3 separate regions of the Sus scrofa genome follow, and regions 2 and 3 are each linked to region 1. A link is a contact called in public HiChIP or PLAC-seq data. All regions are on one chromosome and are shown on one strand. Each heading gives the region's core, a stretch centred on a gene start, on an enhancer-like site or on the middle of the called end of the contact. The rest is flanking DNA. Distances are from core to core; before and after follow the strand shown. Region 1 has its middle 31 kb from the start of EED. Region 2 overlaps PICALM (phosphatidylinositol binding clathrin assembly protein). Region 3 overlaps PICALM (phosphatidylinositol binding clathrin assembly protein).

Region 1 (2,843 bases), core at 217-2,716:
ATTAATCATTTATAAGTTCTATAAGGAGATAAAAATATTACTAAATAAATAAGAAAAGTTAGAAGCATATAAATGATAGAATAAGAGATTATTTGGACTAGAACCCATAGGCTTTCATGTTAGAATATCAGCTGGCAGGCTAGAACAATTATGTGGTTCCTATAACTGAAACATAAAAGGCAGTAAAAAACCAAAACCAAAACCAAAAATGTTCTCTGAATGTATGCAGGGAAAAAATTAGGTTAAAATTATGACATTCTGATACTCAAAGGCTAGGGTAAGTCCAACACCTGTGCAGGCTGCCTGCCCTCCCAAAGATCTGGACTTAAATATCACTGTGAACCAGCAAAACGAAGAATTTTAAAGTTTGGCATCTGTCTCCCCTAGGTCATTCACAGGTCTCCTTCATTCCTGGAGATTAAACAGTTTTCCAGGGTCCTAGATTCATGCTATTGCTCTTGCATTTCCAGCTCCTTCCTCCTAAATTAAGACAAGGCAGGCTCTGTTCAAGAAGGCAGACAGACTTTAATTATCTTTTTTTTGTCTTTAAATGTGGAAGTTCCAAAGCCAGAGAACAAACATGCACCACAGCTGTGACCTGAACCACAGCTCGGATCCTTAACCTGCTGCACCACCAGGGAACTCCCAGACAGATTTTATTTTAGAGAAGGCATGTGCCTCACATTTGGCTTTGCATTCCTTCAAATTCCCAGCTCCTGCTGATGACACTGTTCCAGTCCCAGAAGTGACCTCGGACCAAAGCCAGATTCTGCTGCCACCATGAGGGATGAAGCCACACGAATGTGCAGCTAAGGGTCTTTGTAGCTTCAGCCTTTTTTGCTGCCAGAAATAGTTCTCCACCTCTGCCTATTTGTAATCATCAGCTGAAGCTTTGAGTAAGATCCTATCTCAGCAAGAATCCCACCCATGAAATCCTAGACCCCTAAGTAACCACACCAGATCATATACACTTAGGCGGAAGCTGTCTGACCAGGACTCTGCATCATACAAGTGGCTACACAAGCTTCTCACCATGCAAAGAACTCTCGGGGCAAATGCCCATTCTTTATTACCAGCTCATGCTGGCCCCAAATCCTATTAGGTCTCTTGCTCAGCAGCTGGGCTAGACAATGTGGACTCCCCAGGGACGCTTGCCCTTCTGACTTCAGAATGTCCCAGACACTAATCAGAGTCGGGGAAGAGGTGACAAGATAAGAGTATTACAAGAGCTGACCAGAGCTGAGAGTCGCCAGAGATGACTGATGGGGAAAATATTCTCTCAGCCCACTTTCATTTATAATGACTTCACTTCTCCAACAGAATGTACCACAGAATCATTGTTGCTATAAATTCTCCTATTTCTTCCTATAAATTCCCTAGATTCTAGCGAATCTAGAACAAAGATTCACTTCAGAGTTCCTTCTACTTTGGAATGAAAGATGGAAACCTTGAGCTCCCCCTGGAGGAAGGAGAGTGTTAGTAAGAGTCTCCTTGAACTGTGGCTCCTGACACTCCACCCAGTTCTTAGCAGCATCCTTATTTAACCTGGTTGTTGACTTTGTCCATTTCCAGCCAAATTCTAGGTGACCTGTCTACACCTCCACGACATCTGACTGGGGCTTCCACCCTCTTTGTATTTGAGCTACTGTAGTCTAGATAATAGGAAGAGTTCATTGCCTGGCTGCGTAAACATCACAGCCTGTTTCCCAGTCCAGTCTTCCATTTTCTCCTCTAATACAAACTCTTTGTTAGTCATGTGATTCTACTCGACACCCCCCTCAATAGGTTCCTTCCTCTGTATGCTTGTTATTACTCTTCACATTACCTGAATTCTTTTCCTACCTTCAGTCCTTATTTCCTTTTGAAAATCTCTCTCATTCCTTAAAAGCCCAAGTCCCGGGCCAGCTTCCTCACATCCACCTCTGACAACCTGTAAAACCTGTTTACCAAGCACTTATGTACGCTGCTTTGTATTTTAGTTATCTCCGTACAGCTTATCTACTGTATCCAACCAAATGTATAACATGGTGTCTAGAGAGCAGAAAATAATCCTTCGATAAATGTTGAATTAATTTCCTTCATCCCTGTTGAAGGATGACTTCAAACATCCCATTCTCAAAGAACAGAGATAACTGCACTGTTAAGAAAGAAAGAAAGAAAGAAAGAAAGAAAGAAAGAAAGAAAAAAAGAAAGAAAGAAAGAAAGAAAGAAAGAAAAAGGGAGAGAAGGGAGAAGGAAGAGAAAAGGGATGAGAAGTAAATGTCCTGCAAATCTCAGCCTGCTGCAGAAAAAGCACTGGACGGAGAATCAGGGACCTGGGCTCTAGCCCCTCATGGCTGTTAATGAACCACAAATCTACCCTACTAACGTCCTCTAAACAGCCTCTAAAGAATCAGGGCAGTGGTTATATGAACTCTGAAGTTTATAACTATGCTGAAATTGTAAGACATCTCCCTATCTAGGTACATGGATAGCTGATTAAACAAGATACCATTCAGACTCACCTACCACAGAGCCTCCTTTGTTCACACATAACAGGAATAACCTTTAACACTCTCAATTTTAAGAAAGGGAAAAGTTTGCTTTTATCCACTGAGGATGGGAGCATATAGGAATATACATCTGATAATGCAGTAATAAAGAACTGTGCAACTTGTTCAATGCGAAATATTGCTGAAACATTTGTCTTCCCCTCTGGATATTTCTTTATGGAAGAACGTTCAGTGGTTGGCTCTCTCATTAGGCTGAGATTGTTTTATTATCATTTTTTCCTCTAGGTCTTGCCATATGTCATTTTAGGTAGAAGATTCCATTTCAGCTAATAAAGAGAAACTGAAAAAAAG
Region 2 (2,843 bases), core at 139-2,638, 190 kb before region 1:
CATAACTCCATCAGCCCTGTTTATCAAAAAGAAAAAGGCAAACAATTAAATTTGTTATAAAATTGACATTTCTAACTCCCATCTGGTTCTCTATTTAAACAGAGAACAAGCTGGTTTGAAACATCACCTGTTGTTAAGTCATTATTGAACCTAAAACCTCAAGAAGAAATCATACCAAAAAACCCCCACAAAAACAAGAAACACCATATGTCCAATATCAAGGTGCTCATTTAAAACTAAGAAGATGTAAAACATGAGACATAAAAATAAAAACTTACATTATACAGCCAGGTTTACAGTATACTTTTTACATGAGAAAATCATCTGATCCTCACTCCACTCACATGGGTAAAGGACAGATTGACAGACTTTTTTTTTTAAGTGACAAATTTTAAAAAATAATTTGCCTCAAATCACTAAATAGGACACAATGTGGTCTGCAGCTGAACTCAAGTCTTGGTAATCACCATTTTATTTAAGGTATTTTATTCATGGCTCAAACCAAAATAAAATTGTTTTACTACAAAATAAAGGACAATGTTACCAAGTCATTCTAATCTGGCCATTAAAATAAGTGATACTTAAGAGGAATGGTTTTTAATAAAATATTCTGCTAAATATTTCCCCAAAAATGTCTTTAAATATTTCTTTACATATTTCTAAATATAGACAAATATTAGCAGTACCAAACAAACTAGAATTTTACAAAACTGATACCGAAAACACTAGATAAAGAGGTATTGGGGTTCAGGCACACAACAAACACTAAATCTTTGTCATATATCAGGCTCCATATTGAGTACCTGATGTATGTTTTTCAAATCCTCACAAAAATCCTACAGTCTTATCCTATTTTTTACGATGAAAAATTTTAGGTTCAGTGAGATTATAAAACTAAAGTCAGAAAACTAACTGATATTAGGGTCAGGATGTAAACCCTGGTGTATGAGTCTACAAATCAGTGCTCTCCATAAGCTTTCTTCAGAGTAAAAAGGCCCTTTCAAGAAACGTATAGGCTTTCCCTAATTTACAAACAACCTATACTTTAAAAAGGCTGCTCTAAGTTACCCCTTCAACCACAACCCCAGATACCAGAAAAATAATTAAGCAATGAAAAGCAAAAACAGTGCTTTGAGGGACAAAACATGAGTTAAAAGAATAAACACGGAACTACCTTAAGCCGGCAATTATTGACCAGCTTTAGCCCAACAACTCTCCCAAATAAGATATGTTAACCCACTGGCACCTATATGCTCTCAAGTACTAAACTATACTGACTGGTAGCAGCTGCTGGAGTTTGGGATAAGGACAACACTCCCTCTTTGTAACCTTTTCTTTATTCTCACACACATCACACTCCCATTTTATTAGTCACTGTGAGTATCCTTTTAGTTCTCCCTCACTCTTCTTGCTGAAGTAACTTTTTGACCTTATCACTTCCCCTCCATCACAGAAGGCTTGAACACTGGCTCAGTTTTTCTTGGTTAACATCATCATCTTATATGCACAACAAATCCAACATCTTGATCTCAAAGTCCCTTAACCATAATTTCTATTTTCATAATCAGATCCTGACCTTACTGTCCCTGCCAAGCACATTATTCCCACCCCTTGCCCCTCCCCCGCACCATGAGAAAAAGACAAAATTCAGACACCTCATCCTATGACAATAACCTTTTAACTTTCCAGCTGCCTTGGTATTCCCCCATGGCAAAAACTATCTGACTTGATCATACACTTCACTCTATCTACCCCCCACCACTATCCACATTTGATCTCTTTTCACTTTTCCTTCTTTCATCTACCTTATGATTCCACAGATCATTATTATACTCCTCTGCAAATACCCTTTTGCACCTCTTATTCCTTTGCAGTCACCTGGCAAACTCCTAATCCTAAGTGAGCACACTTTTACCTTCCCCATGCCTATACACTACACATGCAGCTGAATGCCTGTAAAGAAAACTGAGAAACTGGTAAAACTACAAATTCTTGATCATCAACCTCAAATGGGGCCTCAGCATTGCCAGCAAACCTCTTAGCCTGTCCAGTGAGTTCCTTCTGAGTACTTTCAAACCACCTTCTCCCACCTGTCCTTCCCTGCCTCCCATACCCAACAACAAGCTCTCGCTCAGCTCGTAACTCTCAAATACTCCATTCAGAAATAGAAAATGACAAAAAGAGATAGACCATTTTGCTGCCAAAACTACATCTATCTGGTCTGCTCCTATTACAATGGAGGAAGTCTATTTCTTTCTGTCAAATGTAAATACCACTCACACAGGTCTTCCAGGTCCCACTCCGTCACAATCTTTGGCTGTCTTCTTTTAACACAGCACTGTCCAATAAAATTATTTGCAATGGTCTAAATGTTCTACACCTGCACCATTCAATATGGTAGCTACTAGTCACATGTGGCTACTGAGTATCTGAAATGTGGCTGATGCAACTGAGGAAATGGCAGTTTTGATTTTATTTCATGTTAAACAGCCACACATGCCAAGTAGTTACTACACTGGACAATGGAGCTCATTAATCTCCTTTATACAAGACCATTCCCATCAACATGCAAGCCAAGATTATCACATTTTAAACACACACACACACACACGCACTAACCCCATAATTGCATTTGGCTACCACTTCTACTGCAGAGACAAGCATAACTCTTAAAATAAGAGTTGCCACTACCTTGCTTTTCATTCATTATTCCATTCACTACAGTATAAGCACCATTCCTACTTCCCCATGCTTTTCTATTGGGTACTTGTTAACATTATCTCACTAGACCTATCAACATCATTCAGAAGTTCCCCTCATTTGTCTAATATTCTACTCTTGTA
Region 3 (2,843 bases), core at 203-2,702, 180 kb before region 1:
AACAAAGCACCGAACAGAGTGCCCATAGAATGAAAGGCTTTCACAATTCAGACTACTTGCAACAAAAATTAAATAGTACATTCAACTCGGTTTGTACCATTCAGCCTCTGATATTTTACTTGAGGTCTTTTAGAATTTCATTTCTGCCTTCTCTGAAACTTCTTGAATAGCACTCTGTACCTGTATTACGGCAATGAATATACTGTGCTTGCCGTATTCCCAAAGCTAAAGTTTGCTGTGTCTCTCAAAACATAATGTACTGGGTGCAAGGCCTGCCTATGTCTTGCTCATTCTGAATCCTTTCAAACTTCAAGCATACTGGTCAAGTTCTGAATTTAATTATATCTCTAGCTTTTTTTTTCTATCAATTTATCTATATTTTCTATATCCTTCCAGAAACTATCCTATCTTAAGCTATTCAATACTTTCTCACAATGACACTGATAGTCATTTTATTTTTTTTAGTCTTCAAAATTGAACCTATCAAAAAATTGTCACAATACCGCCCAAGGGTGTTCCTATCTGAATGCCTTTGTCCATAAACACTCCCTAGAGCCAATCAGTAACCAAGTCTCTTAAACTTCTGGCAATCCATCCTTCCCCTCTCCATCCCACTATCACTACCCAAAGCCAGAGCTGAAATCCTGTTTTTCCATAACTAGAAGTTACCACTTCGGGGAGCATGCAGAAATTGGGGAGAAAGATTATCATACTCTCTGCAGGGTTTTTCTGACATTTAACATCATGGACAAGGGAGATTGTCAGGCAATGCACAATTAATACTGCACAATTAAAAACTGCTCCAAGTGTCCACTGTGGCTTGGTGATAATGAACCCAACTAGTATCCATGAGGATGCGGGTTCAATCCCTGGCCTCGCTCAGTGGGTTAAGGATCCGGCGTTGCTGTGAGCTGTGGTGTAGGTCACAGACATGGCTCAGATCCTACATTGCTGTGGATGTGGTACAGGCCAGCAGCTACAGCTCCAATTTACTCCCTAGCCTGGGAACTTCCATATGCTTCAGGTATGCCCCCCGCCCCCCAAAAAACCTGCCCCACCTAAAACTAACCCCACTGAGAAAATGCTGGACTGACTGTCCTCTTCACTTCTAAGGACATCTACTTTGGGGTTTCACCCACCCCACACTCCCAAACATTCTCTAAACTGGACAAAGAATGACCTATAACACAACACTGACTGTCACTGACTAATGTCAATGATGTCCCCACTGCTTACAGGATTAGCATACATTTCCTCTTTGTCAATATCCTCCTTGAATTTTGGCTTCCAACATGGAACCATTTTCCAGTTTTCTGTAAGGTACCTTGTTGCCTCACACCCATAACCTTCCATTCTTGCTTTTTCTTCAAAATGAATGACGTCTTCTCCTTTGTGAAATCATTCCCTCCACAGACTAAAGTACCTGCCACACAGTCACTAAAGCTGTCACATGATCCCATACTTTCATTACTGACTTCCACATCATTCTCTTCTACTAGATTGAGAGATCTTAAAAGGAACCACAAACACCTTTGTGAGTAATTTCACAGGGAGGTAAGTAAACTGCTAGATCAGTCAGACAGAACCTGATTTCAAATGACGCCAGCAACCACAGTATTTTATATTCTGTGTGTGTGTGTATGTGTGTGTATATATATATATATATATTCATTCTACCTACACTATATTCTCTTTGTGATCAGTTCTCTTCTCTGGACACTTTGCTTCAGTTACACTGATGTCTTCTTTGCAATGCCTCCCATCAACCAAGTACCCTCACCTCAGGTGCTCAGCGTGTCTGTTCCTTCCGCCCAGAACAGTCTTCTCCCAGAAACCCACATTTCTCTTACTCCCCAACTTTATTCCTACAGATCTCTGCTCAAATGACATCCTATCAGATGAACAGCTCTCAATATTAAAAATAATAAGGGCTTGCACTCTTTTACCTCCAAACCCTCACTATACCCCCTTATTCTGCTTTATTTCTCTCTCAAGCACTTATCATCACCTAACTTACTTTAATTAATGTCTTTGTCTCCTAATTAAAGTAATGTAGGCAGGGCTCTACTAAGTTCTCTGCTATATCCCCAAAGGCCTAGAATAGTTTAACGCATATAATGGCCACTCGTAGTTTTTCAATAAATATGTTCATTTTAGTATGTATATGGATAGTCCTAGCCGGACTTTTAAAAAACATTCAAAATGGCATTATTTAATACAAAGACTAAACCAAAAATCTACAACTCTTTGCACAACCTGCTATTCCCAAAAGGCTGAAAAAACAAAGCTGAGCCTATTACAAATGTGAATATTTTCAAATTTCAAGTTAAAGAGGATCTAACAAATAATGGTATGAAAACTATACAGTATGCTTTAGAAATGACCACATAAAAACTAAAGGAAAACTCCAGAAGCCAAAATATAACACTTCACATATAACAGGAAAAATGAGACAGAGTACATGCATGAGTTCAGAGTGGATCAAATGCAAAAACCAAAGATATGCAAACATTATTGGGAGAAAAAAAATACTGCACAGTAACAAACTCTGCAGAACACTCTTCCCCCTAGTATTTGAACTCAACCAGTCATTTTCTCCACCTGTGATTCTTCTCTGAACAATGTTTCTACTTAACAGCAATAACTTGAAAGTGCTTCTAAGTCTGAGCTCCAAAATCTCAGGAAGGAAAATATTTTCCCCACCTCTAACCAAAAGCGAATCATTTCAAACAAGTTGAGCATAATATGGGAATCTTGATAGCTACTGCTTTTCTCATTCTCAATCCAGATCTCATTTCTCAAAAAGCACAAACTTGGTGCTTGGCATTAAACTTCCTTTACCA

What was found. HiChIP or PLAC-seq counts read pairs in DNA pulled down with a chosen protein or histone mark.
Region 2: an H3K27ac HiChIP or PLAC-seq map of alveolar macrophages shows a contact between it and region 1. The contact joins two enhancer-like sites. A contact is called at or near these places in 1 of 47 Hi-C or Micro-C datasets (subcutaneous adipose tissue) and 1 of 2 datasets of contacts at active chromatin or transcription factors (alveolar macrophages).
Region 3: an H3K27ac HiChIP or PLAC-seq map of alveolar macrophages shows a contact between it and region 1. The contact joins two enhancer-like sites. A contact is called at or near these places in 13 of 47 Hi-C or Micro-C datasets (alveolar macrophages, blood, embryonic fibroblasts and 6 more) and 1 of 2 datasets of contacts at active chromatin or transcription factors (alveolar macrophages).

What each region holds. Positions count from the first base shown.
Region 1 is chr9:20,090,980-20,093,822 of Sscrofa11.1, forward strand. No RefSeq gene overlaps it. Among named protein-coding and RNA genes, the nearest start is that of EED, 31 kb to the right of the region's middle. Within about 2 kb of position 1,467, at least 12 of the 83 cell types and tissues checked have an H3K27ac peak or open chromatin away from gene starts, as enhancers often do. A contact at or near this core is called in alveolar macrophages, where this site is marked.
Region 2 is chr9:19,897,838-19,900,680 of Sscrofa11.1, forward strand. It overlaps PICALM (phosphatidylinositol binding clathrin assembly protein), which reads right to left. Exons shown (of 21, transcript NM_001246270.1): 5 at 1-16. Among named protein-coding and RNA genes, the nearest start is that of PICALM, 48 kb to the right of the region's middle. Within about 2 kb of position 1,389, at least 2 of the 83 cell types and tissues checked have an H3K27ac peak or open chromatin away from gene starts, as enhancers often do. A contact at or near this core is called in alveolar macrophages, where this site is marked.
Region 3 is chr9:19,914,674-19,917,516 of Sscrofa11.1, forward strand. All of the region lies in intron 1 of PICALM (phosphatidylinositol binding clathrin assembly protein), which reads right to left. Among named protein-coding and RNA genes, the nearest start is that of PICALM, 31 kb to the right of the region's middle. Within about 2 kb of position 1,453, at least 2 of the 83 cell types and tissues checked have an H3K27ac peak or open chromatin away from gene starts, as enhancers often do. A contact at or near this core is called in alveolar macrophages, where this site is marked.